Regions from separate parts of the Mus musculus genome. Here all the other regions are linked to region 5. A link is a contact called in public promoter capture Hi-C data. All regions are on one chromosome and are shown on one strand. Each heading gives the region's core, a stretch centred on a gene start, on an enhancer-like site or on the middle of the called end of the contact. The rest is flanking DNA. Distances are from core to core; before and after follow the strand shown. Region 1 holds the start of Slc45a2 (solute carrier family 45, member 2). Region 2 holds the start of Adamts12 (a disintegrin-like and metallopeptidase (reprolysin type) with thrombospondin type 1 motif, 12). Region 3 holds the start of Rai14 (retinoic acid induced 14). Region 4 holds the start of Tars (threonyl-tRNA synthetase). Region 5 holds the start of Capsl (calcyphosine-like).

Region 1 (4,268 bases), core at 1,742-4,241, 1.6 Mb after region 5:
CAAGAGCACTGGCTGCTCTTCCAGAGGATCCAGCACCCACACGGCAGCTTATAACAGTCTGTATTTCCAGGCCAATGAGACCCATACTCTCTTCTGGCTTCCTTTATCACCAGCCACACATGTGGTGCACAGACATGCATGCAGGAAAAACACTGGTACACAACAAGACAGACTACCCATCACAATGACATTGTTCTAAAAGATAGGAATGAACCAAGCAAGTTTTTTTTTTTTTTTTTAAATCATGGTTTCTGTTACAATATGTTCCCAGAAAAGTATCTGTTCAGTGGATTAGTTAGGGGAAAAAAATAAATGCAAATTGATTAAAATCTGTGATGAATCAGGTGAGCTAACTTAGATGTTGATTTCTGCATTTAGGTGATTATACAAAGTGAATGAAAAACTATGTTGTGAATTTAAAGAAATATATAAGAAAAGTTTGTAGCATGTTAATGGTATGTGATTCCCTTTTTCTGGAGATCTGAGACTTTGTGTAGAAATTCCTTTCTCTCTCTCTCTCTCTCTCAATCTCTCTCTCTCTCTCTCTCTCTCTCTCTCTCTCTCTCTCTCTCTCTCTCTCTCAGTATCTTTGTAAAAAACTGAAGATTTAGATAGTCAGAAAAGAAGAAGCCCGAGCTATGAGAAGGATGGAAGAGAAGCAGGTGACTGAAGACAGGGAAACCTATAGGAAGAGGAATTCTATTCCTGAATATATTATTCAATATATATTTTCATTCTGTTAATGTCCCAGAAATCTTTCTGTAACCCTTAGCCAAACAGCAAACACACCCTAATCATTCTAGTGCTAACTAATTAGGTGGAAGAAACTTTAACATCACACCCTAGGAACTCATTAACTGTTTGAAAACCATGATATGCATAGATGGAAGGAAAACACTTTTTATTTCTCTCTATTGTAAAGTAATTACTAATGGATACCTGTGTCTGTTACTATATAGCCTTCTCTGCCTGGAGATCAGACTATACAGTGTTTCCTTCATCTTCTGCTCCTTGTTGATTTTCTACTAAGCATGCTTTCTCCTCCTCCTCTTCCTCCTCCTGCTCCTCCTCTCCCTCCTCCTCTCCCTCCTCTTCCTTCTCCTCCTCCTCTTCTTTCTCCTCCTTCTCCTCTTTCTCCTCCTTCTCCTCCTCTTCTTCCTCCTCCTCTTCTTTCTCCTCCTTCTCCTCTTTCTCCTCCTTCTCCTCCTCCTCTTCCTCCTCCTCTTCTTTCTCCTCCTCTTCTTCTTCCTCCTTCTTCTCTTTCTTTTCTTCCTTCTCCCATCTTCTCCTTTTCCTTCTCCTCCTCCTCCTCTTTTGCTTTAGGAAACCTGGAAACCCAGCTTCACAAAAATTAAATGGAAGGGATTATAGAACAGTCTTACCATGAAAGCTTGAACTGCCTCAAATCTGCTGCCAAAATGTTGTTTCACCGTTGACTTGATTTCAAAATTTAAATATTCTGGGTTTAAATATACACATGAGTTGTGTATAATATTTGGGTGCCTTGATACACAGTTTGAGAAACATCAAATTAGGATCTGCCTCGGGAAGAGCAAAGACGAGGCACACCAAGAATTTAAAGTTCTGCCACCAAGCCTTATTCCTGAACTATTTTTAAAGGCATTTTTTTTTCCTAAAAGATTTTCCCTGCCGGATCCAGTAAGGAAAATGTGACCCACCTGACGTCTTTAAAACAGAGAAAATTTAATTAGAAGAATGCATTTATGATACAAATCAATGTAATATAGTAACATTAGTAATATGTAACAGGCTCTCTCTCTCTCTCTCTCTCTCTCTCTCTCTCTCTCTCTCTATATATATATATATATATATATATATATAAATGAGTAATAAAGGCTCTCATATATATATATATACATATATATATATAAAGAGTAATAAAGGCTCTCATATATATATATATATATATATATATATATATACATATGTATATATATATATATATATGAGTAATAAAATGACATAGTGAGGCTATCCCGGTATGAGCAGAATCAAAGAGCCAGGACTAGACCTAGGGCTGCAGTAACAATAGCTACGGAGAGTTAAAGGGACCCAGCAGTCCAGTGTGGCTACTAGACAACTACTAGATTCATAGTGGGCATTCAGTCAATGCCAAAAATATCTCAGGATGAAGAAAATTGGGACATACTTGGTTTTTTTGTTTGTTTGTTTGCTTGCTTGTTGTTTTCCCACCCCTGACTTTTCACCAAAGCTTCCTGCTGTCCAAGTATGCCTAGAAGCCAGGGAGCAAGGGAACCTGGGAAATGTAGTCCCATAGGGCCAAGTAAAGTAGGCGGTGACTGGTACAAAACAGACTGTATATACTCTATTCATTCAACTCCTGTTTGTTAGCAGATATTTTGGGAGGACCTAAGAGGTGCAAGGCTAGATGCTAGGGATGCCATAACGACCAAAATCGACCTGATCTCTGTCCTGAGAGCAAGACCGGTTAACACAGGATGTAAAAAGCACCGAGTGCAGCGAGAGAGAAAAGTTCACGGAGTTAAGTGACAGCCAGTGGTTGGGGTGAAGACTGGGGCCTGGCACAGTTTTAGCTCTAGTTAATTTGTCTTTTAAGCTTTGGGTAGAAAGTGTGAATTCTGGAAAACAGAATATCCAGATCTATAGAGAGAAGTTTATAGAAATTATTGGATTATTTACATTTTTAGTTAGTCTCTGTCTAAGGAAACTTTATGATTTTTAAGCTATGAAACTAAGAGGTGTACAATTGTGTGTGTGGAAAGACAGACAGAGAGAGAGAGAGAGAGAGAGAGAGAGAGAGAGAGAGAGAGAGAGAGAGAGACTGACTGTGTGAAGGAAGATCTTTAGAGAGGCACAAGCATTCTAAGGACCCCGAGGGCTCACAGCAGCTAATCTCTGTCATGCTTCCGAGTGCCAACGCCCCCTTTGCTTCTCACCGTAACTTGTGATCTTGGAGGCATGAAAGAATTTCAGCCCCTCCTCCAGCCTGACCATCTCTGTTGGTTGCTCTGACAGGCTCCATGTCAGACCCGGTTTGGAGCACAAATCTGAGGACCACGCAAGAAGGCTATTTTCTCCGTGGTCATGAGTGGAAGCAATGGGCCGACTGACACCCATACCTATCAATCCTTAGCCGAGGATTGCCCCTTTGGCTCTGTGGAGCAACCCAAGAGATCCACAGGGAGACTTGTCATGCACAGCATGGCCATGTTTGGCCGAGAGTTTTGCTATGCGGTGGAGGCAGCTTATGTGACTCCAGTTCTGCTCAGCGTGGGCCTGCCTAAGAGCCTGTACAGCATGGTGTGGCTCCTAAGCCCCATCTTGGGATTCCTGCTCCAGCCTGTGGTGGGATCAGCCAGTGATCACTGCAGGGCCCGTTGGGGTCGCCGGAGACCATACATCCTGACTCTGGCCATTATGATGCTCTTGGGAATGGCTCTGTACCTCAATGGAGATGCGGTCGTATCAGGTAAGTGGATCGCACAGATCCCATAGTTAACTGCTGGGTTAAAATGTCATCAGTATTTTTTAATGCCGCATAGAAAATGGCTAGAACTAACGTTCTCTCTCTCTCAGCATGCAGTGACCTCCCTCCCACCTTTGGATGACCCCGAGCCTGGGGCTGAGGGGCTTTTACTTCCAGAACCATCTCGACGCTGCCTTTTATTATTGCAAGGTTTTAAAAATGGGATTGAGCTTATATCTATTTCATCAAATTATATTCTTAAAAATTATTTTTATTTATTTACCAGTCGAAGGAGTTTTGAGCCACTTATGCCTCATGGAAGACTTTGTTAAATTGTCCAGCTATAAGCCTTTGTAACAAACTACCTGCTGTGTACAAATAAGGCCTAATTCTGGGTGCTTAACATTTTAATTGGTTTAGGGCACAGGCCTGTCAGCTCTGGGAGTGCTTTTGCATTGCAAATTCTGGACGAAGAATTTGGTGTTAAAGCAATATTTCTAGCTGCAAATTAGCTACTAAATTCTATGTACTTGGTGACAGTATATTGGAAAAGAGACCCTGAGGGGCACATATTTCAATACCATTTATGCCAGTAGGAAGTGAATGAGTATGATACAGCTCAAGCAGGTACCATTTTTATATATTTAGGAGGATGTACAAATATGGAAGTGTGAGATATAAATAGGAAATATAAGTACTGGAGGTAGGAAAGAGAGGAGAGGTTTATTTTTCTCTTTTATACAGGAATGTTTCAAATATGTTCATATATTACACACCACTCTTAGGTTAACAAAGCAAA
Region 2 (4,646 bases), core at 1,635-4,134, 1.6 Mb after region 5:
ACCTTCCAATACTACTACCCTAAAAATGGGGGACCTTTGAGAGATCATGTCCACAATCAGACTTAGTATGGTCTTGAAATTACATGGGAGGAGAATCAGAAGAATAGTATAGAGTTGAAGTAGTTAATCTGCAAAGCCAGAATTCAGCGGCTCAGCCTTGACATAAGAGTGCTTTGACTTCTTGTTTCAGAAACAAATCTCTATTCCAGCTATCCAGGACATGGGAGCCAGTAGAGATTTTTGGTCTTCAGAAAACATCTGTTTGCTCTTAAAAGAAAAAGAAAATGCCCGGAGCTCGTGTCTCTAGCTGCATATGAATCAGAAGATGGCCTAGTCAGCCATCAGTGGACAGAGAGGCCCATTGGTCGTGCAAACTTTATATGCCTCAGTACAGAGGAACGACAGGGCCAAGACGTGGGAGTGGGTGGGTGGGGGACTTTTGGGATAGCATTGGAAATGTAAATGAAATAAATACCCAATAAAATAAATAAAAAAAAAGAAAAAGAAAATGAAGAAGAGAGAGAGGAGTAAAAGGTATGTGTATATGTGTATGAGGGGTGTGTGTATGTGTGTGTGTGTGTGTGTGTGTGTGTGAGAGAGAGAGAGAGAGAGAGAGAGAGAGAGAGAGAGAGAGAGAGAGAGAACTAAGAGAATATGCAACACAGAGATCAGCTCAAAGTGTTTTTAAATGACCTCATAAATGCATATCTGGCAGCTAATGGTGCCTACTAAATTTCATCGATTTTGGCTCAGGATGTGAACTTGCTACCTTCTATATGTGATAGGAATAGAGGGTAGGTGACTCAGTTCCCTGTCTTCCTTATCATGACATACTATGTCATAACTACTACATCATGGCTATACTACATGGCCAGGAGAGCTGAAGGTTGCAGGTAGAATCAGAGATGTTAGTCAACTCCAGAGACGATCCCTGATGAGGGTGATGGGAAGTGTTCTTGGAAAGGCCGACGAGGGGGAAAATAGAAAAGAGACAGAGAAACATTACATGGGCAAGAGTCAACCAGCCATTGCTGGCTTCGAAGATGGGGAAGAAGAGCTGGGAGCTAGAGAATTCCAGGAGGTTGAAGCTGAAAGAGGCCAGAGAATAGATTTTAAGACAGCCAGAAAGGAATGCAGCTTCTTGATTTCAGCCCAGTGAATTCTGTTGCAGATCTTCAGAACTTAAGACAATAAATCTGTGTTGTTTTAAGACAGTAAGTTTGTAAATTTCCACTAGCAAAACACAGGAGCCAGTGTCCCTCAGAAAGTCTTGATAGCTATGTTTCCCAGTGTGGAGTCCTTTGGGCTTTCCATCTAGGGCCTTGCATTTTGGGTCCCTGGGGATGGTGTGGCTGCCCTGACCCAATGCAAGATCACCTAGTAGCCAGACATCTTGCTGAAGGTGTGTGATTGGCTGTCAGCCAAAGAGCCCTCCATACATGAGGCCAAATTCCTTCTGAATGGAATAAGGGCGGCGGGGGGGCTGGGGGGTGGGGGGTGTTTGTTTCAACCCAGAGGTAAAGAATTTTGGCTGGGTTATCCTGGATCATTCTCAAGATGCCTGGTAACTCCTGCTCTGTGACATTCTCTCAATGAGGAGAAAGTGAGTATCTGAATGGATACTCCAAACACACACACATACACACACACACACACACACACACACACACACACACCACACATACCACACACACATACACACCACACACACACACATACACACCACACACACATATACATACATACACACACACACACCACACACACACACCACACACACATACCACACACACATACACACACACATATACACACACACACCACACACACACCACACACACACATACACACATATACACACACACACCACACACATACACACACATACACACACACATACACACACACACACCACACACACACATACACACACACACATACACACACATACACACACACATACACACATACATACACATACACACCACACACACACATACACACACCACACACACATACATACACACACACCACACACATACACACACATACACACACACACACCACACACACACACATACACACCACACACACATACACACACACACTCATACACACACATATACACACACACACTCATACACACACACACACACACACACACACACACACACACACACACACACACACACTGCTGCAGCTGCCACTGCCTATGCTCAAGGCCTTCCCCTGTTGGGGCTGAAATCTTTCTGCATGTTGCTAGTGTGCTGCTGGTGGAGGTATTACAGAGAGAGGGTAGGATTTGAAAAGAAAGCAGGCACTGACCTATAGCCACAGAAGGCCTCTCAAGCATTTGATCCACGTACCCCTTCCTGCAGAGGAAGAGACTTGTCCAGGGTCAAGACAGCAGATTAGCTTGGATCATTTCCTGTGTGACTTGGCAAAGAGAAAAAAATTGCTTATTAGTTGTTAAGTGGAAATCTTAGCCTGCCCTGGAAGAAGAGCACAGAGGTTGCTAGAGGGTGGGGAGTCTTGACAGAATAGGGTACATTCAGGGTCTGGGAGGAGCTAAGAAGGATGCTGAGTAGGGTCCCCTCTGGCCCATAACTCACTATTTGTAAGTACATTTCATCCTGTGTAAAGGAGATGGGGGGGGGGGCGTGTTGTCCTAGGAGCCTCTGACGGCTCTTACTCTAGTTTCTTCCTGGCCAGCTGTCTAGGGTCTCCCCTATTTGGCCCGCATGCCCAGGCTCTGAGCCCGGAGGGAGGAGCTTGAGGGAGGAGGGCGTCCCCAAGGAAAATGTGTTAGCTGGCTGGAGGCCTGTCGGGTGGGGAAGCAGAGGGGTGGGGATCTGGGGTGGGCTGAGCCCCTTGGCTCTGACCCAGTCCATGCTCTGGCCCGCAGGAAGAAGAAGCTGTCAGCTCATTCACTCCCCTTTCAGGACAGGGAGAGAATAAAAGCTCTCTGGTCCCATCGGCTTCAAAAAGCCACTAGAGCCTCCTGGTCAGCTTGCGGGCCGCTCCCTTCCCATGCTTGGACCATGTTCTCGGGCGTCTTTCTGTGCGGACACAGGCGAGGACTGGATATCTGCAGCTGAGAGCTAAAACTTTTAAAACTTTTCTTCTCCCCAACAACTGAACCATGCCATGTGCTCGGGGGAGCTGGCTGGCCAAGCTCTCGATCGTGGCTCAGCTTATTAATTTTGGGGCTTTTTGCCACGGGAGACAAACTCAGCCCTGGCCGGTTCGCTTCCCAGACCCGAGGCAAGGTTAGTGGCTTTTCTTTATTTGTTTTTCTAACAGTGGAGTAGGACAGTGGAACTTGGTCTGTTCCCTTCCCCCACCAGGCAGGGCTGAACTCTAAGCCTTCTGGCCTGTCTAAGGAAAACTGCTGTGTGCTCAGGCTCGGATTTCCTTCTCTCCTAGGGCTTAAGGGTGCACACTCAGGGGTGACACCCTGCTTGGAAAGACCCAAGAGTACGCTCGCTCCCCGAGCCCCTCCCCTCCACTTTCCGCTTCCCCCCTTTGCAGACTGTGACATGGGAAATTATTTTTAATAAAGAGACCCAGCTGGTCACGGACAGTCATGGCAAATGTTTCCTTCATTTAAAACTTCATTTTAAGTCTGGAAGGTAGAAATTTTATTCTGGCCTCCTGCTGAGCACACTTGGCTGTGTTTTGGTTTCCTGGAAAGATTTAGGGTTTTGTTTTTTTCAAATGACATTCCTACTGGGGAGAAATTTGCCTCCTGGGGACTCCCGGTTGTCTGTCTTGCTTTGCAGAGTTCCAGGACAGCCAGGGCTACACAGAGAAACCCTGTCTCGAAAAAAAAAAAAAAAAAAGACTTTTCTCTGTCTAAATTTAGTGACGCATGCGTGTATTCTGAAAGAAAGCACTGGGAGACCGTGAAGATGGTTTATATTGGAATTCACTCCTCCTATTAGTATTGTTGTGGGGTCGTCATCATCTTCATCCGTAATGCCCAGGCCAAAGTGGTGCCGTTGCCTTTGTTTGTTTGTTTGTTTGAAATTGAACCTAGAAGAGTTTCATGTTCAGAGAGGACTACAACTTCAAGGTGTTGTCAGAGCAGGGGGGCTGGGAGGCTTGGAGAGATGGGGAGTGTATGAGCTCCGGGATGGCCTGCCAGCCCCTCCCACTACTGACAATGTCCTTCTGGGGTTCTGGTACTATGGCTACCATGCCTAGTTTACAAATGGGGACACTGGAACTTGGGGACCTTATGAGCTTAACTATGAAGCACATTCTTGAGCCAGGTATCCTACTTAAAATCATGCAGCCATAGAATGATAGCAATAGCAGGGATAATGTGCGCGCGCGCGCGCGCGCGCGCACACACACACACACACACACACACACACACACACACACTCACATGCATACACGCACTTGTCCACGTTTAAGGGATTGCTAGCAGTGTGTTTTGCCCACGCTGCAAAGTGAAATGCTGCCTAAGAATTCCTCTGCGGTGGCTTAGAGAGCAACCAGATGAAAATCCCTCTCTCCCTTTGCTTTACTTGGAAGCCAGAGTAGGCAAACACTGGGGTTAGATGTCAATCAGCCAGCACTTGTTTGTGTAAATGGTCCAGATACCATCTCAAGCCCCCAAGTTTAAAATAGCAGCTTTT
Region 3 (4,338 bases), core at 1,106-3,605, 1.3 Mb after region 5:
CAAGGCTTGCCTACATCCTGTTCACCTCAAGGCCCACATGGCTTTAACTTCAAATCTCAGTTTCTCTACCTGTAAAGTTGGGTGGCTCTGGGGTGGGAGTTAACATGGCTGCAACATCCAAGTTAGCATACCACAGGCCCTGCGCTTGACAGCCAGTAACAGGAAAAAGGATCAAAGCGGCCATGTTGCCCAGCAGGTACAGAATCTTTCTGCCAAGCCTGAAGCCCTGAGCTCAGTTCCCCAAACCCACGTCATAGGAGAGAACTAACTGGACAAGTTGTCCTCCCATCTCCACAGCATGTACTGGTGCTCACATGAAAACATACAGGTAGACATCCACACACACATACATACATGTGCATACAATTGCACATACACCCATTTCTCTCTCTCTCTCTCTCTCTCACACACACACACACACACATACACACACACATACACACACACACACAGAGCAAACAAAAACAAGGGAGGCAGTGTTTGTACCTTCTGCTTACACACGTTAAGAAGTGGGAGTCTGGAGACAGTAAACGTTAGGGGCCACTATATTACTTTTTCACCGAATCCCCAGTGACTGGGGAGCCCATTCTTAGTCAGTTTTACTATGACAGCACAAAGATCTTTGAACTGGGCTATGTATGAACTCCTACACTGCCCTTTAAAGTCATAAAAACACATCTAAGGATGCAAATGTAAATAATACAATAAATTCATTCACGAAGCATCTCCACAGTTGGAGAAAAAACTGACAGCCCCGCACAGGATGTCTCTCCCAGTACTTAGTCAACAAGAATGGGATTTCTTCTGATAAAATTGGCTGTCTTATAAGCCTAAGGGAGAAAAGACTCCGATAGTAAGTTATCATTAACAGTTAAAAATTAAACCCATCAGTCAAAAACAAAACAAAACGACTCGCTTTCTCACGTGTAAGCAAGGGCCCAGCACTGGTGGGACAAAGCGAAGTCCAACCTCCCTGGGATTCACAGGCTTTTTTCCAATTCCGTTCAAACCCATAGGAGATGCAAGTTCTCGCTAAAAGAGCAAACGCTAGATCCGCTAAAGGGACAAACCTTGTTCTTCTCTAGGCCAGCCTTCACAACCTTGAGATCTCATACCCCAGACAATAAGCAGTCTTCTAGTCCCAGGCAGCTCTGCTCTGCGCTATTCTTCCTAAAGCCGATAGCATTCAAATCACCAGAGTTCAGAGTGAAGGGAAGGAGCAGGTACGAAGTGAGTGGCCTTGCATCTGCATACTTGGTAACGACGTAAAGTTGAGCTGAGCTGGGCTCCTTAGAAAAGAAAGCCTGGCTTTATATAAAGCTCAGGCCTCTGTGAGGTCACCCCTGCCTCTTTAAGTCACAGTGGGCTCCATCTGCTTTAATCTCCCCATCTGTTGCCTTTCCATACTTAACCCCCCTCCACCAAAGGAAATGTGAAATCCAAAATGAAAAACTACTGGAAACTGCAGAACCTAAACTGGCGACACAAACTGGCCCAAGACAGTAGGCGAGAGTTGAAAGAAGGATGGATGCTTGCCCTCCCGGACGGGTCGCGAAGGATGCCGACCTAAGCCCAGCAGCTTGGAATGTTTCCCAACTCCAGCATCCTCCTCCCTGCCCTCCTAGGAGCTGTGGTGGGGGAAAATGACAAGGAGAGTTGGGGGTAAGGGGTAGTGGCAGGCCCAGGGTGGTCTCGCCTGCGCCCTCCAGACAGCTCACCAGCTCCCTTGAGTCCGTAAAGGAACAATAGCGGACTGTGGGTCTCCAGAGCCACCGGGCGTCTCTCGCTCCCACCTCCCGTCTCCGGCTTTTCCAAGTTCAGTCAAGAGGTGGGTCGAGCCAGGGAGCAAGGACTGGGGCACCGGACCCGGGGCAGGGCACGAAAGTGGGACGGGCTGCCCCGGGGGCGCAGCCACAGCGTCCTCTCGGGTCCGGTCATTCATTCCCACCCGCGCTCCCTCCGCAGACACCCCGCGCCACTGTCCCGCACCAGACCGCCAGAGGAGGCGAACCCCCTTTCCAAACTAGGTCGCACCTCTCTCTCTTTCTGCCAGATCCCCACTATCCTCCCGTTCCTCCACCCCACCCCCCCTTCCAACTGTCTTCCGTGGTCAGTGAGCGGCCAAAGCTCTGTCCAGACCAAAACTCCCGCCCGCTCCTCTCGGCGCCCGGAGCTCTGCGCAGCCCCAGACACAAAGGCGGGGACCGAGTCCAGAGCCCGCACCCCAGCCTCGCCGCCGCCACTCACCCCATCCAAGCGGCGGCCTCAGCTCCTGGCCCCGCTGGCCGTCCCGCCCGCCGCTTCCCCAGGAAAGTGCGGCTGCCGGGCTCGCTTCCTGCTCGGCTTCCTGCGCTGGGTCCCTCCTCCTCCTCCTCCTCCTCCTCCTCCTCCTTCTCCTCCTCCTCCCGACGCGGGGTCAGTGGGCGCTCAGCTCCGGGGCTCCGCCGGCAGGGCGGGGGCAACGGCAGCACCACCACGTGGCCGCCGGGCGCCGGCCCCCGACCTGGATCCCGTGGGCTCCAGGAGGGAGTTGCTAGCCACTCCCACTCCGCGCGGCCCCAAATTCCGGGAGTCAGGTGACCTGGCCCCGGAGCTGCTCCCTGGACCTGCGGGAGGTGCTCTGCGACCGCCCACGCCCCGGCCCGCGGCGCGTCCCGGACGTCCACGCTTGCGTTTCTGCGGATCGTGGGAATCCTTCTGCGTGGGTCTGTCTCACACCTTAACTTGAAGTTAGTGAGATCCGCGGTATGCGGGTTCCACCGCTGGGGTAGGATAAGGGCTCGGAAAAAGTACTTGTTTCTGGTCAGTTTCCAAAGTTATCTGTAGTCTTAGGAAAAGCCGAGTCACCGACCCAAGCCCCCTCTGAACCAGACTGAGATCGGTTCCATTTCCAGTGTGAACGAAAAGAAAGTAAACCAGAATGTACTTACATTTTCTGGGCTAAACCAGTTGGTTGGAGCGACTGTTTCCTAACACTCCTCAGGTGTAAGACAAAACTTAGTTGTGTTCTGCTCAGGGCTTGGGAGACTATCTACAGCCTGGACTGGCCGGCTAGATAGGGGCAGGAGCGCCCTCAGCGGGGTGTCTTGAGTTTGGAAGTCCTGAGATCCGGTAAAGCTTCCCTCCCCCAGACCACCAGGACCGGACCTCTGAACCGAATCGACCCTTCCATTAATTCTGAGGGTTTGAAATCTCACTATTATTCCCCTAATTTAAGCAGGGATTTTAGTCCCACTAGCCAGCTAGATCGTAAAAAGTTTGACTCACCAAAGCTCCATGGGACTCCTGGTTGGTGTTGTGTCTTTCGCACAGAAAGGTTTCTAGAGTAAGCAGATCCTAGCTATTTTTGCTAGGATCGCCTGTAAGTCCACTGAAGTAAGGAGGAAAAACAACCAGTTCCAACAGAAGTGAGAGTCACCCTAACAGCAATCAGTGTACAGTATCTTGACTTTGTGTGTTACCATCGGATCGGGTGGTTTGTTTTTTTTTGTTTGTTTGTTTTTTTTTACCCCACCCCTTCACTCCTTTCCCTAAGAGAACACCTTGCCTTAGCTTTCACAAGCGAACTTGCCAACTAGAAAACAAAAGCTTCATCTTTAGCTCAATAGTCTTTACTTCCTAAGTACCATACATCAAAAAGAATCCCTGGGGGGGGGGGGCGGGGCAGGGGAGTGGGAGTGGGGAGCCAATTCAAAGCAAGATACACACTTTTACACATGTGATGTGGAACTAAAAACCACACTAAAAGAAACAATTGACAGCACCCTGTGTAGTGTGGGCCATTTCTTCTAACCGGGTTTTGATCTTGGGTTCTTTAATCAGTTACCAACAGAGTATTTAAGTACCTTCTACCGATCCTCCAGCTGGAGGAAAGGTAACCACCTGTGGATCTGCTTTTTGTTGAATCAGAGGCAGCTGGGAGGGTGGTACAGCCTGTCAAAGGCTCCTTTGGAAATGCCAGTGTGTGCATATTGTTTAGGAAACCGACGACAAACTGTAGTTAAACTATTCAACAAGTGTCTCTCTAACCAGCCTTTCATCACCCAAGTCTTCGCCTCTGCTTATCTTTCCTGGTCACCTGAAAAGACCCCTTTCTCACGCTGCCCTGTTCCCATAGGTGCCTTGTGTGCTACCCTCATTAGTTTATAACTCAGCCCCCATCAGCAAGTTTGATGTGTGTGAGGCACTGTGTGGAGGGGAGACTGTGCCAAAACCGTTTGCAGATTCAATCTTTTCAAACTCAAAATTAACACCCAGTGTACTCTAGAGTCTTCAACCTTCCTTAGACAACCCTCAAAATGCTTCCTCCTGCACAGAAATCGGTTTGGGGTTAAGTAA
Region 4 (4,762 bases), core at 33-2,532, 2.0 Mb after region 5:
CTGTCATTCATCGCCTTAAATCTGTAGCTTAAAGCGCATACACAAGCATTTTAGTGATTTGCCCTATCAGGATGGAAACTCCTCTTGATGAAGACCCTAGCAACCGTCAGCAATGGTTACCTAGACAATCTGTCATATGGCCTCACCCCTTTCCAATGTTCCTTAAACCCCCATGCCATGTCACTTTTTGACAATACAATACATACATAGCACCTCCCTACAAAACTCCTGCACGTAGAGAATACTGATAGCCTCAATCGCTGCACTTCCCTCCCGTCTCTCCCTGTACAGCCGGGGCACAATTCATCCCCTGAACCTGGACAGCCCTGCCCTGCCTGATTTACCTGACCTCATTTTTCCAAACCCAATAAAACAGTCTGACTGTGCTTCTCTATAACTCAACCAAGCTAATCAGAGAAGTACGATTTTCCAGTCCTGCACATTTGGGGAGCCCCCAAAGTCAGGAATCGATCTTAACTTGTGTAGCCACCTGGACTGCCTGACTAAGTGCCAGGGCAAATAAATACACAGGGGACACAGGCACAGTTGGCTGTAAAAGAGGGGTGGGGCAGAAAACACGCCAGTGTACAAATGCTGTTCCTAACCAGTGGGTGACAGCCCAAAGCAAAGTTTAAAGGGGATGTGTGTGAAGTTATTTAGGTCGCTTCCAGCACCTGGCAGACAGAGGCTTTAATTTCAAAACAGTCTGTCAATGGGGGCATCCAGCCTTATTTAGCACCCAATCTTGGGCAAACTGGATCTGATCGCGGGGACTGGCTTTTCCTTCCTAACTAGAGCTTTTTGCTCCACGCAGTTTAGGATTTTAAAAAGTTCTTCAAATGTTCTTCCCGCTTATTTTAGTGAAAAAATACAAGCGCGGGAGTCTAAGCCCCAAATGCTTACTATCTGAGCAAACCACTCAGTCTCAATTCACAGATCTCTAGGATGAAGATGCCCCCCCACCCCCCAGACCCTGCCAGCAAGAGTTCCTAACTTATTACCCAGGGCCCCCAATACCGACTGCTCCCTGCTACTTTCCACTCCTGCCCCGCCGGGCAGTGCCGGCTCCCAGAACACATCCGCTCTCTGCACCCCACGGCGCCTGCTCACCGGCTTCTCGCCGTCCATCTTCCCCGAAGGGCTGCTAGCCTTCTCCTGCGACATGGAAGGACCACAGAGAGACAAAACCCGTGAGCTGCACCGCAGAGAAGACCCCAAGCCGGCGGTGTAGACCTACAATTCCGCACTGCGCGTGCGCCACGTGGCCACAGGCGGAACCAGCTAACCAGCTGATGCAACGGGACTCCTGGCCCCGCCCTACCTGGACACGAGGCCAATGGGCTACGCGGAGAGGCGGGTCCTCCCTTTCCTTGGCCAATAGAATAGCCGAGAATGACGAACCCTTCAAGAAATCCCATTAGTTCCAGACTGTGTAGTGAGGCGCGCAAGCGCACTCTTCCCCTTCTGACTGTAGCTTGCATGGCCTTAGCGGCCACCGTAGTGAACTTGAGCTGCTTGGACTGAGTTTCCCGGAATTGCTGGATATGGTCTCTGGCGCTCTGGTTTATCTCAGATGCGCTCTACCTGGAACGTTGGCTGATAATCTGAAGCGATGACTCAGCCTTCCTCATGAGAATAGGACCGATTTGCTGTTTGAGGGACAAGCGCCATTGATCAAAGCTTTCTCAGTGTCTCACGGAGTTTTCCCATAGACGGCACAGAGATAAAATTAACTTTTTACTTGAAGGAATAAACTCCACACAAAAGTCATTGATATCACGGGAGCTCGAGATTAGATTTTTACTACTTAAGCAAAATGCTTAGCAGAAAGTTCTAGTTGGCCTGCTTATCCTAATAGCAGCTGCCAGTTTTTGGGTTGTTCTGTGTTTTTTCTTTGCTTCACTGTGCAGCCAGGGATAGCCTCGAACTTGCAATTTAGATCTGGCTAATCTGGGAGCCTTCTGCAATAGCCACCCAAATTAGAGGATTACAGGCGTTTGCAACCATGTCCACCCAATGTCCACACCACCACCAACCTACACACACACACACACACCAGCCGAGTAGAATTGAGACAGGGTCTCACTGTATGTATAGCCCGGCTGTCCTGGAACTCGCTGAGATCCACTTGAATGTGACAAATGCCTCCTGGGTGACTCTTCAAGGAGCAGGTTCCCATTTCCAAGGAACATATTGTCCAGGGAAACAATACATTTCACAACGGCCTCAAAAAACATGAACTATCTTGGAGTAACTCAAACAAGACAAGTGAAAGATTGTACAAGAAAAACTTTAAGACAATGAAGAAAGAAATTGAGAAAATTTCAGAAAACATAAAAATCCCCCCATGTTCATAGATAAATACAGTAAAAATGGCCATTCTACCATTCTACCACAGGCAATCTACAAAGTCAAAGCAATTGCCACCAAACTTCCAACACAATTCTTTACAGAACGTAGAATGTTAAGTTTTAGATACACACACACACACACACACACACACACACACCACAAAATCACGATGGCTAAAACAATCCTGAAAAAAAATGTTGAAGGTATCACTATCACCAACCTTGTTGTGGGTATAAGAGACTCCCAGGAATCAAAGGGAGGGACCTTAGATGAAATGCCCGACAGTAGGGAGAGGGAACTTATAGAGTCCACCTCCAGCAGGAAGACAAGTGAGGGATGGGGTTGCCATCCCATAGTCACATCTCTGACCCATAATTGTTCCTGTCTGAAAGAATAATAGGGATGGAAATGGACAGGAGCCTGAGGAAAAGAAGGTCCAGTGACAGGCCCAAAATAGGATCCAGCTCTAGGAGAGGTCCCAAGGCCTGACACCATTATTGAGGCTATGGAGAGCTCACAAATAATGATTGCACTCTGAAAGACCCAACAAGCAGCTGAAAGAAGTCAGGTACAGATATTTGCGCCCAACCAATGGACGAAGCTTTCCAGTTTTATGAGATCACATTTATCAATTGTTGATCTTAGAGCATGAGCCATTGGAATTCTGTTTAGCAAATTTCCCCCTGTGCCGATGAGTTCAAGGCTCTTTCCCACTTTCCCTTCTACTAGATTTAGTGTATTTGGTTTAATGTTCAGGTCCTTGATCCACTTGGACTTGAGCTTTGTACAAGGTGACAAATATGGGTCAATTTTTATTCTTCTACATACAGACAGCCAGTTAAACCAGCAAAATTTATTGAAGATGCTTTCTTTTTTCCATTGTATATTTTTGGCATCTTTGTCAAAGATCAAGTGATTGTAGTATGTCTTTTTATTTCTGGGTCTTCAATTCTATTCCATTGATCAACATGTTTGTCTCTGTATCAATACCATGCAGTTTTTATCACTATTGCTATGTAGTAAAGCTTGAGGTCAGGGATGCTGATTCCTCCAGAGGTTCTTTTATTGTTAAGAATTATTTCTCTGTTCTAGATTTTTTGCCTTTCCAGATGAAATTGAGAATTGTTCTTTCCATGTCTTTGAAGAATTGTATTGGGATTTTGATGGGGATTGCATTGAATCTATAGATTGCCTTTGGTAGGATGGCCATTTTTACTATGTTAATTCTGCCAATCCATGAGCATGGGAGATATCTCCATTTTCTGAGATCTTCTTCAATTAATAATGAGCAATGTTTGTTGATACCCATTATTTCATTGTAATAGTGTGAGGGGTTTTTTGTTGCTGTGTTTTGTTGTGGTTTGGTTTTGGTCTGTTTGTTGTTTGTTTGATTTTCTACCTTCTTTTGATATTTTGTTCTAAGATTACTTATACATTGAGTTTTCTTGGGTGTGTTTAACTCTTTAGGTTGGAGACTTCCTTCTAGAACTTTCTGTAGAACTGGATTTATAGATAGCTGTGATGGTTTATATATTTTATATTTAGGCCAGGGAGCAGCACTATTAGGAGGTGTGGCCTTGGTGAAGTAGGTGTTGCCTTGTTGGAGTAGGTGTGTCACTGTGGGTGTGGGCTTTAAGACCCTCATCCTAGCTGCCTGGAAGTCAGTATTCTGCTAGCAGCCTTCAGATGAAGATGTAGAATTCTCAGCTCTTCCTGCACCATGCCTGCCTGGATGCCACCATGTTCCCACCTTGATAATAATGGACTGAGCCTCTGAACCTATAAGCCAGTCCCAATTAAATGTAATCCTTATAAGAGTTGCCTTGCTCATCGAGTCTGTTCACAGTAGTAAAATCCTAACATGATAGCTTTTGCTTCAATTTGGTTTTATAATGGAAACTCTTATTGTCTGCATCTACTGTGACTGAAAGTATTGGTAGCTATAGTAGTCTGGACTGGCACGTGTGCTTCCCTAGAGTTTGTAGAACATCCATCCAGGCCATTCTGGCTTTTAGAGTCTCCAATGAGAAGTCAGATGTTATTCTAATAGGTCTGCCTTTATATGTTACTTGACCCTTTCTCCTTGCTGCTTCTGTGTGGAGAGCCGTGAGCAATCGCCATTACAAGATGGCGCCGGCTTCCGCTGTGCCTAACTGGTAAACAAGTAATGTGCACAGGTGCAAAAGTGAATTCGTGCCAAGTCACTGCCCATCCCAGGGCGTAGCAATGAGGCAATGGGCAAGCAACAAATCAGGTGCTGACACGACACTCCAAGGTGTATATAAGCAGCACCATTTTCCGGGGTTCGGAATCTTCCTCCTAATGAAGCAATAAAGCTTGCTGCAGAAGAATCCAGTTGTCCGAGTGTGTTCTTGCCGGCGAGGCACAAGCTCGGGACACTTCTGATATT
Region 5 (4,983 bases), core at 1,170-3,669:
ATTTTTACTCCTATACTTTTCTTATCTCATAAGCTCTCCTAATAGTTCAGAATGCCTCCTCTGCTGCATTGCACTCTTCCCATTGGATGGGACCAGCCACTCTCAGGATATAATAGAAAACGTTTTGCCGGACAATGGCAACATGTGAATGAATTTTTTTTTTTCTTGAGAGAAATCAGTGTTAAAGCGCATGGGCAATTGAAAACTTTGGAGAAATGATTTTTGATAAAACTGTGATATGGAAGATTTATTTCTTGATGTCTGAGAAATTAAAATCAGGAAATAAAAGAAATTACAGTTTATCTACTCATTGGAATAACAGCTATGTGAAAAATGGAATAAATCAGAGATTAATAAGTTGGTACAGAATGAAGTTCAATATTGTTAACTAAAATGGTACAAAGAGAAGTAATAAATATAGAATGTCCTGTTTTTTCAACATAGTAGGAGTTAAAAAACGATGAACAATATGTGTTTATTAATAAAAATTATATAAAACACACACGAGGAAATGCTGTGAGGTTCATTTGCAGTGCATGGATGAAGCTATTATAGTTCAGATTACACACAGCCTCTGGATGTGTAGCTGTGCTAATATTTTATATACAGAACATATTAAAATAGAAAAAATGGTTGAGTGTTTAAAATAAAACATATATGGAAAAGATCGTACTTCTCTTCAGCATTTTTATAACCATGAAAAACATAAAAATGAAAATCTATCATGACAGTTGAGAGATTTTTATTTAGTTTTTAGATTTTCAGATGGAAGAGAAATATATTACAAATGACCTTGCAATGCATTATCTGTATTTCATAGTGGTGCAGATTATCATTTGAGAATGTATTAACTTGGCATAGGATTGAGAAAATGAGTAAATAATTTGGAAATGTTGAGAGGTTTCATAGCTACTAAAAAGAGAATCAGAAATGTGGTTTGAAAAGAGCAGTAGCATTACTGTATGGGCTTAAGAGCTGATCAAGAATTCATAATTTTATTTGATAAAGATAGGAAGAGCTCAACACAGAGGTACAGAGAAGTGATTTTTATAATCACAGTTAACCTGTTTATTCTCTAGATCTGACCAAATACACACACACACACACACACACATCCCAAACAAACAAACAAACCCAGCAGTCTTTTATTAGCAAGGAGTGGGCCTAGGCACCATATTCTAATCTCTAAATAGGATTTCCCATGAGGAGCTATGATGCCTTGGGAAACTGTGATTGGAAGAACCCATTTCCTGCACTCTAGTCCAGACCCTTCTGTCTACCTGACTTCACTCCACCCTAATCACATCCAACTTCTAGACCCATCCTTTCTTCTGCTCAGGGCCAAACTATTTGCTGATGATACATCCTGGGAGAGGAGAACGATTGTCTTCAGCCATATATCCACTGGTGACCTCACCAGGCTCCAATGGATGGTTCCAATCCAATGATTACACAGCCCTCCTTAAACTAAATCGGACCAAAACAAGACAGAGAGGCATGAATCTGGAAGTGAGAAGCATACTGAATCCCTGCCCGTGTCCGCACTTTCCCTTAATTTGTTAAATACCATGCCCTACTGGAAGGAGACTTGGAAAGAGACTAAGGGAAGTTTTGAGGCAAGTGATTATTAATGTTGAATAAATCTCATTTGATGTTTATGTCAAATCTCAGAAATTATACTGTTCATTTGAATGATATTAAAAATCAACTACCACACTTGTCTGAGTAAAATGTGTAACAGGAAGTGGACCAGAGGCCTTTCTAGAAAGTTCTGTTCCTAGTTTTTTGGATGACTCCAGGGTAGATGGAGCCTGGGGATGGGAGTGTGGTAGGCCGTTGGATGTTACAGATACTCAGGGTAGAAAATGTGGCTTAATTTACTCCCAAAGCAAACAACAAGCCTGCTTTTGCTCTGGCAAACATATTGCTAAGAACAAGTGTGGAGCTAATAGAGAACAAAGGGTAAAGTTACAGAAGCTAAAACACCGTGGGGAAAGGTATCTTCTTAGTGTGTGAATGTAGAATTTAAAAAACGAGGGCATTGCCTATAATTGCTGCTACTTGCTCCTAAGGGTTGTGGTTTCCTGATTCACCTGGCAATAAGTCACCAGGGAGACAGCCTTGTAGAGTCAGAAGGGAGCCGCCTGAAGCAAGTATGGCAATTTATCAAGCATTTCCTTTTAAAACGTGGGATACCAGTTTTGATGCTGTTTTAGAAACCAAACAATTGCCAGTAGAACTTCCGCCTACCATTTCTTCCAGAACAAACAGCTTGTTGGGTTTTCACAGTCACTGGGATTTCCTAGGTAACGAGGAGTGTAAACTTGAGAAAAGGCAGAACCAGCATATGAATGACAGCGAGCGGAGCCAATCAGAGCATGACTTTGCTTCAGCGTTCCCAGGCTATCCAATTAGAACTGAAAGCCTTGAAAGGCCAGGACAGCAAAGGAAGACAGGTAAGAGGGAGACACAGGACCATGGGAGGAGACTAGAGTCCCCAGGGCCAGAAGTCCAGAGTTTCACCGTGAAGCAGCCTGCGGCTACAGACGAGCATTTCAGGTAATTCAATGCTTTCATTTGTTTAATTCACTGTCACTGTTTTTGTTTCATTTTTAAGATGAGGATCTCTTATCTAAAAAGAAAAGTTAAAAGTCAGTGAGAATGCATGTCCTGACGAAGCCATCCCTAGACTCTCAGTGCACAAAGAGCACAGCTGGTCCCCAGGTGTAGACTTTTGGAATAGATGCTTAGACAAAAATCAATTTCATTTAGCAAAGGCAAAAGAGATAACACTTTCAGAGTGGTGCCTATTTGCTGGGTCATTGGATGAGAAGTTTCTTTGATGACTTGCAGTAACTATCCCGATGGCCACAGACAAAACAGAGCTTAGAATTCTGTCTCCAACTCACAAAATGATCAACAGATTTAGCATTATTCCCATTTATTCTGTGAGATAAGTTTGTACTGATTATACCACATCCTGTGAATCCATGACAGATGCAGGATAAAAATTTAGAGTTTTTAATTTAGCGTTTTTTTTTTGTTGTTGTTGTTACTTGAGAATTGAATACATTAGTACTATATTTATTTAATATCTACCCTCCACTCTCCACTCTTTAAATTCATGGCCTCTTCTTTTTTAATTCTCTCCCTTCTCCCCCCTCTCTGTTTCACACACACGCACACATACACACACACAGGCACGCACACACACACACACACAGTGAGCTTATTTAGTGATGCCCATGAGTACATGCATGTAAGACTGACTGCTTCGTGTGAGATGCGTTATCCAGAAAGTCCTCCCTATAGAAAATGGATTCTCTCTGTCTCAGCAGCCATTGATTGACTGGAGCTCTTTTTTCTTATGATTAAAAAAACAGAAAACCAAAAATCACTTCTTTGAGATCATAACTGTATTATGCCCCCATCCCTTAACCTCTCCAATCCTTCCCATATGCCCTCTTTGCTCTGTTTAAAATTGGCCATGTGTTTCTTTTTTTTTTTTCATTTTTTATTAGGTATTTAGCTCATTTACATTTCCAATGCTATACCAAAAGTCCCCCATACCGACCCACCCCCACTCCCCTACCCGCCCACTCCCCCTTTTTGGCCCTGGCGTTCCCCTGTACTGGGGCATATAAAGTTTGCAAGTCCAATGGGCCTCTCTTTCCAGTGATGGCCGACTAGGCCATCTTTTGATACATATGCAGCTAGAGTCAAGAGCTCCGGGGTACTGGTTAGTTCAAAATGTTGATCCACCTATAGGGTTGAGATCCCTTTAGCTCCTTGGGTACTTTCTCTAGCTCCTCCATTGGGAGCCCTGTGATCCATCCATTAGTTGACTGTGGGCATCCACTTATGTGTTTGCTAGGCCCCGGCATAGTCTCACAAGAGACAGCTACATCTGGGTCCTTTCGATAAAATCTTGCTAGTGTATGCAATGGTGTCAGCGTTTGGATGCTGATTATGGGGTGGATCCCTGGATAAGGCAGTCTCTACATGGTCCATCCTTTCATCTCAGCTCCAAACTTTGTCTCTGTAACTCCTTCCAAGGGTGTTTTGTTCCCACTTCTAAGGAGGGGCATAGTGTCCACACTTCAGTCTTCATTTTTCTTGAGTTTCATGTGTTTAGGAAATTGTATCTTATATCTTGGGTAGCCTAGGTTTTGGGCTAATATCCACTTATCAGTGAGTACATATTATGTGAGTTCCTTTGTGAATGTGTTACCTCACTCAGGATGATGCCCTCCAGGTCCATCCATTTGGCTAGGAATTTCATAAATTCATTCTTTTTAATAGCTGAGTAGTACTCCATTGTGTAGATGTACCACATTTTCTGTATCCATTCCTCTGTTGAGGGGCATCTGGGTTCTTTCCAGCTTCTGGCTATTATAAATAAGGCTGCTATGAACATAGTGGAGCATGTGTCCTTCTTACCAGTTGGGGCATCTTCTGGATATATGCCCAGGAGAGGTATTGCTGGATCCTCCGGTAGTACTATGTCCAATTTTCTGAGGAACCGCCAGACTGATTTCCAGAGTGGTTGTACAAGCCTGCAATCCCACCAACAATGGAGGAGTGTTCCTCTTTCTCCACATCCTCGCCAGCATCTGCTGTCACCTGAATTTTTGATCTTAGCCATTCTGACTGGTGTGAGGTGGAATCTCAGGGTTGTTTTGATTTGCATTTCCCTGATGATTAAGGATGTTGAACATTTTTTCAGGTGCTTCTCTGCCATTCGGTATTCCTCAGGTGAGAATTCTTTGTTCAGTTCTGAGCCCCATTTTTTAATGGGGTTGTTTGATTTTCTGAAGTCCACCTTCTTGAGTTCTTTATATATGTTGGATATTAGTCCCCTATCTGATTTAGGATAGGTAAAGATCCTTTCCCAATCTGTTGGTGGTCTCTTTGTCTTATTGACGGTGTCTTTTGCCTTGCAGAAACTTTGGAGTTTCATTAGGTCCCATTTGTCAATTCTCG

Evidence for each region. Promoter capture Hi-C pulls out the DNA fragments that hold promoters and counts their contacts.
Region 1: a contact with region 5 is called in a promoter capture Hi-C map of hippocampal neurons, with 12 times the contacts expected there. The contact joins the promoter of Slc45a2 here to the promoter of Capsl in region 5. A contact is called at or near these places in 4 of 39 promoter capture datasets (the C10 cell line, frontonasal cranial neural crest, hippocampal neurons and 1 more) and 1 of 115 datasets of contacts at active chromatin or transcription factors (astrocytes).
Region 2: a promoter capture Hi-C map of liver shows a contact between it and region 5, with 5 times the contacts expected there. The contact joins the promoter of Adamts12 here to the promoter of Capsl in region 5. A contact is called at or near these places in 2 of 39 promoter capture datasets (hippocampal neurons and liver).
Region 3: a promoter capture Hi-C map of the C10 cell line shows a contact between it and region 5, with 7 times the contacts expected there. The contact joins the promoter of Rai14 here to the promoter of Capsl in region 5. A contact is called at or near these places in 5 of 39 promoter capture datasets (the C10 cell line, hippocampal neurons, liver and 1 more) and 2 of 115 datasets of contacts at active chromatin or transcription factors (embryonic stem cells and large pre-B cells).
Region 4: a promoter capture Hi-C map of hippocampal neurons shows a contact between it and region 5, with 6 times the contacts expected there. The contact joins the promoter of Tars here to the promoter of Capsl in region 5. A contact is called at or near these places in 2 of 39 promoter capture datasets (hippocampal neurons and pre-B cells).

Annotation. Positions count from the first base shown.
Region 1 is chr15:10,997,730-11,001,997 of GRCm38.p6, forward strand. It overlaps Slc45a2 (solute carrier family 45, member 2), which reads left to right and starts at 2,992. Exons shown (of 7, transcript NM_053077.3): 1 at 2,992-3,472. The coding sequence starts at 3,088.
Region 2 is chr15:11,061,889-11,066,534 of GRCm38.p6, forward strand. It overlaps Adamts12 (a disintegrin-like and metallopeptidase (reprolysin type) with thrombospondin type 1 motif, 12), which reads left to right and starts at 2,885. Exons shown (of 24, transcript NM_175501.3): 1 at 2,885-3,269. The coding sequence starts at 3,143.
Region 3 is chr15:10,712,276-10,716,613 of GRCm38.p6, forward strand. It overlaps Rai14 (retinoic acid induced 14), which reads right to left and starts at 2,356. Exons shown (of 18, transcript NM_001166408.1): 1 at 2,248-2,356. It overlaps 4930556M19Rik (RIKEN cDNA 4930556M19 gene), which reads left to right and starts at 2,561. Exons shown (of 7, transcript NR_045063.1): 1 at 2,561-2,705.
Region 4 is chr15:11,398,376-11,403,137 of GRCm38.p6, forward strand. Tars (threonyl-tRNA synthetase) reads right to left here and starts at 1,283. Exons shown (of 19, transcript NM_033074.3): 1 at 1,111-1,283. The coding sequence starts at 1,164.
Region 5 is chr15:9,433,609-9,438,591 of GRCm38.p6, forward strand. Capsl (calcyphosine-like) reads left to right here and starts at 2,420. Exons shown (of 5, transcript NM_029341.1): 1 at 2,420-2,559.